Regions from separate parts of the Triticum aestivum genome. Here region 2 is linked to region 1. Evidence: chromatin contacts called from public Hi-C data. All regions are on one chromosome and are shown on one strand. The core of a region is the stretch at or near the end of the contact, and the rest is flanking DNA. Distances in the headings are between cores, read along the strand shown. Region 1 holds the start of LOC123115724 (probable LRR receptor-like serine/threonine-protein kinase At3g47570). Region 2 has its middle 13 kb from the start of LOC123110509.

Evidence for each region. Hi-C and Micro-C count contacts between places; a contact is called where the count stands out from the background.
Region 2: a contact with region 1 is called in a Hi-C map of leaf, with 4 times the contacts expected there. The contact joins the enhancer-like site here to the promoter of LOC123115724 in region 1. A contact is called at or near these places in 4 of 5 Hi-C or Micro-C datasets (leaf, root and an unstated tissue) and 1 of 1 datasets of contacts at active chromatin or transcription factors (leaf).

Annotation. Positions count from the first base shown.
Region 1 is chr5B:78,904,790-78,909,078 of IWGSC CS RefSeq v2.1, forward strand. It overlaps LOC123115724 (probable LRR receptor-like serine/threonine-protein kinase At3g47570), which reads right to left and starts at 1,782. Exons shown (of 3, transcript XM_044536827.1): 1 at 919-1,782; 2 at 701-787; 3 at 158-604. The coding sequence starts at 949. The coding sequence ends at 231.
Region 2 is chr5B:78,940,957-78,945,245 of IWGSC CS RefSeq v2.1, forward strand. No RefSeq gene overlaps it. Among protein-coding and RNA genes, the nearest start is that of LOC123110509, 13 kb to the right of the region's middle. Within about 2 kb of position 2,050, at least 4 of the 8 cell types and tissues checked have an H3K27ac peak or open chromatin away from gene starts, as enhancers often do. A contact at or near this core is called in leaf and root, where this site is marked.

The DNA.
Region 1 (4,289 bases), core at 532-3,031:
TAATTATCGGTTAGGAGAAAATTGCCTTCGAAGTTCGCATACATTTCAAACACTTACAATATTAACAGGAAAAGTTCTTCCGTTTCCTTACTTTCGTGTTTTCAAAATCACTAGCCCGTGCGGATGTGCGGGTTGATGACTAGTATACGTCAATTGGTAAGACAACGGGTAATACAATGTTCCATTTTCTAAAAGGATATACATTAATATATCGAAGCAAGAGTGATCAATCATGATGTTGCACTCTGTGATGTCTCCGTTGTCCATGCAGTGTACTTCATTTGAATCCTTTTTAGCATAACGACCACATCGCTCATCTTTATCCTATCGCAAGGTGAGTCGTTGGAGCAGAGCAAACCAACTTCCAATACCGGCAGAAGAAAGTCGCCATGCAAGTTGCAACTTGAAGAGGAGCCTTGCAGTAGCCGGGCATCAACGACATGGCTCAGCTTTGCAGGAAATGACTGGTAAACCCATCGCCTGAGGCTTAATTCTCCGACGAACATAGCATCTGTAGGCTTCCTTCCAGTAAAAACTTCAAGGAGCATTATTCCGTAGCTAAACACATCACTCAGTCGTGATGCTTTTCCATATGATCCATACTCTACACAAGCAAAAGATGAAGACAGATTTCAACATGACTCATGAGTCTAACAAGAAATGGATATTTATATTAAGCAAGATAGCCAAACTTAAGTACCTGGTGACATGTATCCAATTGTACCCGGCATGTTTGAAGAGATCGTTGAGCTATCCTCACATTGTAGTAACCTTGCAATGCCAAAGTCTGCCACATGTGCAGTCATGTCCTCATCAAACAATACATTGCTAGGCTTCAAGTCGCAATGCAAAACCACTTCATGGTATCCATGGTGCAAATACTCCATTGCCATTGATACGTCGAGCAGAGCGGCTAACCTTTCATGAAACCCGAATTGTCTTCCCCCATCTTCTGAGTGGTGAAGTAGCATGTCTAAGCTGCCGTTGGGCATGTACTGCAACACTAGTGCTATGAAGTCCATGTTAGAGCATGTGTTAATTACCCGTATTAGGTTGCGGTGACGCGCCATGCGGAACACACGACATTCTGCGTCAAAGCTCTTGACGCTGTGCTTGGACCGCATATCAAGAACCTTTATTGCAACCACCAAACCGCTGCTCAGTTGGCCTTTAAAAACTTTTCCAAAGCCCCCAGATCCCAACATGTGATCCTCACTAAAATTATCTGTGGCGCGGACAAGATCTACATGAGAGATTAACTGATGGCTTACCGGGTCTTCCAGATCAATAGAAGCTTCGACCTTGCCTTTCTCAAGTTTCTTTCCGATTGATAGGCACCAAGAGTAGAAGCAAAAAGCAGTAGCACCAAGAGCTATAGTGGCACCCGGGAGTATGATTATGAGCAAACTGGAGGCCATTGGGGTTTCACTTTGTTTGATCTATGTGTCTGTACGTATTTGCTGGAGTGTTGGTTGCTGCATCGGTGGAGCCTGGATGTGCTTATATTGATGGATGGCCCGGGTGAACAGGAAGCTAGGTAGAGAGAAAAGTCATGGTTGGCAGGGATTGCAATTTACGGAGATGCCCCTGATTGAGCCCTGGCTCGGTCAATGCTGGCTGAAAAATATGTGGCAGTGTATACATACGTACCTTCGTTCTATCGATGAGCCCCTTCGCAGATGGTCTTTGTAAATTGGTAAATGTTTAGGAACGGCCGGCCGGCCAGCAATTGGGCCGATCGCGCTCGTCCTACGAATGGCGCTTAATCCATCGGTCCTCAGGTCTGCCGTCTGCTTTGGATCGAGGCAACCAATCCATCGTATCGTATGTATAGCAGCCATCCCTGTCCTCCACACACTGCCCTTTCTCCCCTCAACCTTATCTACAGGGTGAGATAAAACCACAGCCATGTGTGCACATTGTGGCTATCGTCTACTTCAATTCAAATCGCCACCCCAATCTATGACCGCGCCCCGACATGCTGCACCTTGCGATTTTGCAAAGGCCAGGCAACAGGCACTGTGACAGCCATGGGCCGGCGAAGCTGCGAGGTGTCGACGTTGCTAGCGAACGTGCTTATGTAGTGGTTCTATTCCTTAGGCTAGACTGGTGTAATTCTATTGTAACAGCCAGTATATATATACACATGTGTAACCTCAATTATAATCAAGGAAGTGTTGCACGATCTCTCTCTCGATACCCTCGTTCAGACTCCAACATGGTATCAGTTTGAACTCACGATCCACATCTTCCGCTGCTCCTCTCTCCTCCCCATCCTCCACGACCGCCATGAGCACTTCCTCCTCTGTCTCCTCCCCCGGCGACTCGGAGTCCGACGATGACCAGTTCCGTCTTCCCGTCGCCACCCAAACCCTCCCCACCACCCAGGTCCAGTCCCTTCGCATCCGCGACCATGTGCTGGTTACTCTGGATTTCGAGAAAGAAAACTACGGCCTCTGGCGCCGTCCCTCTCCGCTCTCGCCAAGTTCGGCCTCACCGCCCACGTCGACGGCTCGCCGACCCAGGCGACTTCCGACTGGGTTCTCAATGAATTCGCCGTCCTCTCGTGGTACAACGCCACCGTGACTCCGTCGACGCTGGAGATCGTCTCCGATCGCAAGGACAGGCGTATTCCCTCTGGCACTCGCTTCGCTCTCTCTTCCGCAGCAACCGTGACGCCCGGATCACCTACCTCCTCGACGAGTTCCACAGCTTTACCCTGGGCGATCTCTCCGTTGTCAACTACACCTCCCGGCTCAAGACCATGGCGGACACCCTCCGGGACCTTGGTCACCGCCTGAAAGATCGCGAGCTCGTTCACAGCGTGCTGTGCGGCCTCGACGAGCGTCTCCAACACGCCGTCCCACACATGACGCGCGGCCGCCGCCCCTCCTTCATCAAGCTGCGGCCGTTTCTCCAGCTGCAGGAGCAGCGCATCGCTCGCCTGGCGCGCGTCAACGCCCGCTCGGCCCTCCTCGCCCACGCCAGCGCGTTCTACGCGGCCCGCCCGTCGTCTTCCACGCCGGCCCCGCCTCCCTTCAATCCCGCGCTGCTCGGCCCTCCAACAGTCGGGCCCGGCGGGTCTGCCAGCTCTCCCGGCTCTCGTGGGCGCCAGAAGAAGCGCAAGCAGAACCCCTCCGGCCAGCCCGGTTCTGTTTCCAGCGGGGGCGCGCCCGGCGGCCTTCTGCTCGTCCCGCGTCTGCCCGCTCCGGCTGCAACGGTGGTCGGCACCTTCCAGGGGATCCTCGGCGCCCGCCCACCCGCTCCCGTCGTGCCCCAGGCGCACCTGACTACGACCACCGTTTCGGCATCACCACAATGGGATCAAGCCGCCCTCATTGCTGCCCTGAATCAGATGGCTCTGCATCCGCCCACTGCTCCTGGTGGCGATTGGATCTTCGACAGCGGCGCCTCTTCCCATATGGGCTCCGGCTCTGGTATACCCTTTTCCCCTCCTTCTCCTTCCTCTCCAACCTCGATCATCGTCGCTAATGGTGCTCTCCTGCCCATCACCGGCATCGGCTCCACCTCCTTCCCCACCCCCTCCCGCCCACTCTCTCTTCTAGAAATTCTCATCTCCCCCTCCCTTATTAGAAATCTAGTTTCTGTTCGTGCCTTTACTCGTGACAATTTGGTTTATGTTGAATTTGACCCTACTGGTTTTTCTATCAAGGATCTGGCAACCAAGACGGTGCTTCTCTGATGTGATTCTCCCAGCGAGCTCTACACCTTCACACCGCCTCGCCACTGTCTCTCCACCACCGTCACCGCCGACCTGTGGCACCAGCGCCTCGGCCATCCTGGTGCCGCCGTCCTCGCCAAAGCCTCTACATATTTCAATTTCAATTTCAATAAAAGCACGACATCTCATTGTGATGCTTGTCACTTGGGCAAACATGTTAGGCTACCTTTTAGTTCCTCTTCTTCTCAAACTAGTTTCCCTTTTGAGCTTTGTCATTGTGATTTATGGACAAGTCCTCTCTTAAGTGTATCCGGTTATCAATATTACTTGGTCATTCTGGATGATTTTACTCATTATGCATGGAATTTTCCTATACGTCGCAAGCCCGAAGTTCATTCTCTCCTTACTCGTTTCTATGCCTACGTCAAAACACAATTATCTTGCCTCATCTTAGCCTTCCAAACGGACAACGGCCGCGAATTCGACAACCTTGCCAACCGCACGCTCTTTGAGTCCCACGGCACCCTTCTACGCCTCACCTGCCCCTACACTTCCCAACAAAACGGGAAAGCCGAACGCATTTTACGCACTCTCAACGATGGGGTTC
Region 2 (4,289 bases), core at 800-3,299, 36 kb after region 1:
GAGGAGTCATAAATATCATAATGGATCTAAACATATAATCTTTCACCAAATAAACCGGCTGACATCAACTACAAGATGTAATCAACACTACAAGTCACCCACAGGTACCAATCTAAGTTTTTGATACAAAGATTGAACATAAGAGATGAACTAGGGTTTGAGATGATATGGTGATGTTGAAGATGTTGATGAAGATTGGTCTCCCAAACATGAAAGGATTGTTGGTGATGACGATGGCTTTGATTTCCCCCTCCCGAAGGGAAGTTCCCCCGGCGGAATCGCTCCGTCGGAGGACAAAAGTGCTCCTCTCCAAGTTCCGCCTCGAGACGGCGGTGCTCCGTCCCGAAAGTCATCTCCTTTTTTCTAGGTAAAAAGACCTTATGTACCAGAAGATGGGCACCGAAGGTGGGTCAGGGCCCCCACTACCTACCAGGGCGCGCAGGGGGCAGGTGCGCCCTGGTGCCTAGTGGGCACCTAGGTGGCCCCCTCAGGTATTTATTTTCTCCAGTATATTTTATATATTCCAAAATAATTCTCCGTAAAATTTCAGCTCATTTGGAAATGTGCAGAATAGGTATCTCTGACGTCGCTTTTTCAGGTTTAGAATTCTAGTTGTCGGTATTCTCCCTCTTTGTGTAAACCTTGCATATTATGAGAGAAAATGCATTAGAATTACTCAACAAAGTGTTATATTGAATAAAACACTATAACAGTAGGAAAACATGATGCAAAATGGACGTATCATCGCCGTCATCTTCGCTGACATCGGCACCTTCTACCGCACGTTGATTAGCGTCGCAACCGTCATCGAGTCCTCCAGTGCTGGTCCCTCCGACTTGGCATACAGCTCATGCTGGTCCCCGTATACGCATGTCTGGTGTTGATAAGACCGACGCGTGCCTTCATCCACGACGTGTCTCCGGGCTTGGCATTCCTGGTGTGATGCCTCGTCAACACCGACTTCTTTCCATCTACGCATGCCCTGTGCTGGCAACATCGACTTATGCATTCCGAACGTGTCCCCTAGCTGGCAAACGCGGCACCTCGTCCACCCCATCTTCTTTCTGGCGCAGCACTGCGCCCCTTACTAACACAGCGACTACCTTGACACCGGCCACCCCATCCCTCGCACGGCTACCCCGATCATGGCTACACCACCCTATGCTCTCGGCTATATCGACATCGGCACAAAGAGCTACCATCTTACTTGAGCAACCTCGTCGGCTTTTCACTCCAGCCACAACTTCCGCAATATGTGACCTCTATAACTGTGGGGGGATGCCCGTCAACTTACACCCTTCGGATTCTTCTCCAGTCTCACCGTCTGCGTCGCTACCATTATGACTATGGGGGTGTTGAGTATCATGATTAGTTGCAGAATATAGTATAATCTAGGATTTATTGTACCTTGTCTTGTATTTCAAGAAAATCATGTACTCCCCACGAGGCTCAAACAATACATCATCAATTCCACCAATTCCACATCCATTCCTCTTACTAAACCCAACAATCTCCCCCTCACACATCGGTCATCCATGGGCCCGCTAACACCAGCGTTTCCAGCCCACCAACCATGACCGACCACCCGTGAGTCTACCGAGATTCATTCCGGTCACCTGGGCTCTGATACCAATTGTTACGCAATCCCGGGTCCGCTATCACCAGCGTTTCCGACCCACATGCGTCAACCAGGCCCAACCGGAGAGCAACACCGACTTATGACAGGACTTGGGCCCTCTCCCCCCAAAAGACTAGCCTGTTAGGAGGGGACACCCCCCGCCCTTATAAGTCGTGTTATGTCTCCCCCCACAACCGATGTGGGACTAAACCCAACAGACTTCTGTAAAGAACAACGTGATTCTAAGAGAGATCAGAAGCACAAAATGGTTTTTCGCGATTCAAAGAGGCAGCTATCATGTTACCGGCGCGGCGCGTGCTTTCTTTACGGCATCGTGGAAACGTGGAACCGTCATCTATCGCTCACACGGATCGTGATCACTCGTGGAGACAACGTGGCCGTATGTCCGCGTCACTGCCACGCGCGTGAATGATCGGAAGAGACGACATAGCATTTGCTGTTTACGACAGCTCGTTCCTTTCACATCGAGACAAAAGGGCCATGTGAACGATGGTTATCTATCAAAAATCAATAAAGCTCTTTGAATCACACACAAAAAAAAGGCTGAAAACTACTCTTCCAAGTTAATTATTAACTTAGGTTAGTCTTGGCGTCGTGATGGCTTTTCAAAAATCAATTTTTTTCTACAAAAAAAAAAAAGCTGACCAGTTGAAACAAAATCATCAACGATGCGCCATCTTAGCTGCCTCTGTCTTGTCTTCGTGCCCAGACAAATTACCCGGCCGGTCCGTCGCCCGTCGGTTTTGGTCAGGATCAGTGTGCCTCCGACTGCGACCCTGCAGGCGGTTCAGACCCCAGATCCGCTCCAACAACGACGACCCGAACCCGCACCGAAAACGAGTCAGACGCGCGCACGGCACGCCCACGGTATACTTTGCCGTGTGGAGCCAGCCAGTCACCCCCAACTGCAATGCATATCCTACCTGGCCACCTTCCCGTCAGCGATGCATGGCGCCCTATATAAGCGACAGCCAGCATCCAAGGTGCTCCATCGCATTTGCACATCCCCGTTCGCTGGCATCCAGATCGCCCATTTCGTTCCCGCAATCATACAAGTTCGTTCGTCCGGCCCACAAGTTAGTTGAGATCAAGCCTGCGCCATCGCCATGTCTTCTACGACGACGACGACCGCGTCCGACGTCGCCGGCGTCTGGTTCTTCGGCAAGCTCTCCGCCGCCATCCGTGGGAAGAAGAGGCAGGCCGTGCCGACGGTGAGCCACGCCGATCACCAACACCAGATGGGAGGGGCCGCTCATGGCAACAAGGCGGCCGCGGCGGCGAAGCCTTCCGTCGTCGACCGGAAGGAGGCCGGCGGCGGTGGGATGTCGGACGCGACGGTGTACCTGCTGCTCGACCGCTTCGCACCCAGCTAGCCGGTGCTCGCTCGTCTCACCCACCCCCGCTCCTCGTGTACCTCGACTGTATATGTAACTACGTTTCTTAGTTCAATTCTTGTTCCGAGATATTTATGCACAAACTCTGGTTGAACTTTTCTTCATTAGTCCTTCCCTTAAAACTTAATTTTCCATACTCTCGAAATAAAAAGGACTTAATTCTCTAAAAAGGAGAATTTTGCCAATTCATCCAAACTCCATTGGAACATATACTATCACAACATATTAATTCGAAAACCGAGAATTCAAGTACACACATTAAAGTACATATCAAATTTAATGTTTTTAAAAATTAGCCATTCAAATTTCAAACACAATATAGGTCCAAATGAAATATAAGAATCCAAATAAAACATGATCAAAGCACAAGAATCAAGTGATATGAAGTAACCAGTGGTGCTCAACAATATCTTCTTGGAGTTGGTTGAGATCTTCTGGTTCTCGATCCTTCGGTGTGCCTGTATTCTGTTGGAGTGATGTTCCAACTCTACCATGACATCATTGTAGAGGAACCGCAAGTTTTTCGGGCCATCTCTCTCATCCTTGATGATCATGTTGTGCAACATAACATGTGTTGTCATGACCTTCTACAGGCTCCGAGGCTTCCAATACTCAGCAGGGGCATGGACAATCGCAAAGTGAAGTGTTTTTACCGCTCGAACTGTCGCGTGTACTCCTCATCCGTCCGCTCGGCCTCTGTGTGGAGGGGCGGCTGTTGTTGCTCCTTATCGTTCAAGTAGAGCATCACCGTCGTCTTGAACGACGGAGGTGTGGACCCCCGACGAGCCTGGGGCCATGGGCAGCGGCGCCATGATCTGGAACTCTCCTCGGATCCTCCTACCGAAGGAGAGCCACTTGTTAGTTGTTACGGATGTCGAACTTGCTCATCATGGCGATGAGCAGAGGAAAGGAGAGACAGGGCAAGGCGGCATTGTGCAAGGAGAGGAGGTAGGGTTTGCAGGCGCGGCCAAACTACTTAAATAATCGGTGCAGGCGGACCGGCCCGCTTCAATGCGGGCGCAACGGTCGAAGTAGGCTTCTCGGACGCCGTTTGGTCACGTCGGCCTGACCAGCATGAATGTGGTAGGTGACCGCCACGCATCCACTCTGGAGCGACATGAATGTGTGGTGAGTATTCTGGAGCGGAACATGCAACGAGAGCTTTGGATGGGACCGAGCAGCAGGAGGCAAATGTGGCACGCATCTGGACGCCCGTAAACCTCCCAGGTTTGTTCCGGTTTGTGGGAATTCAAACA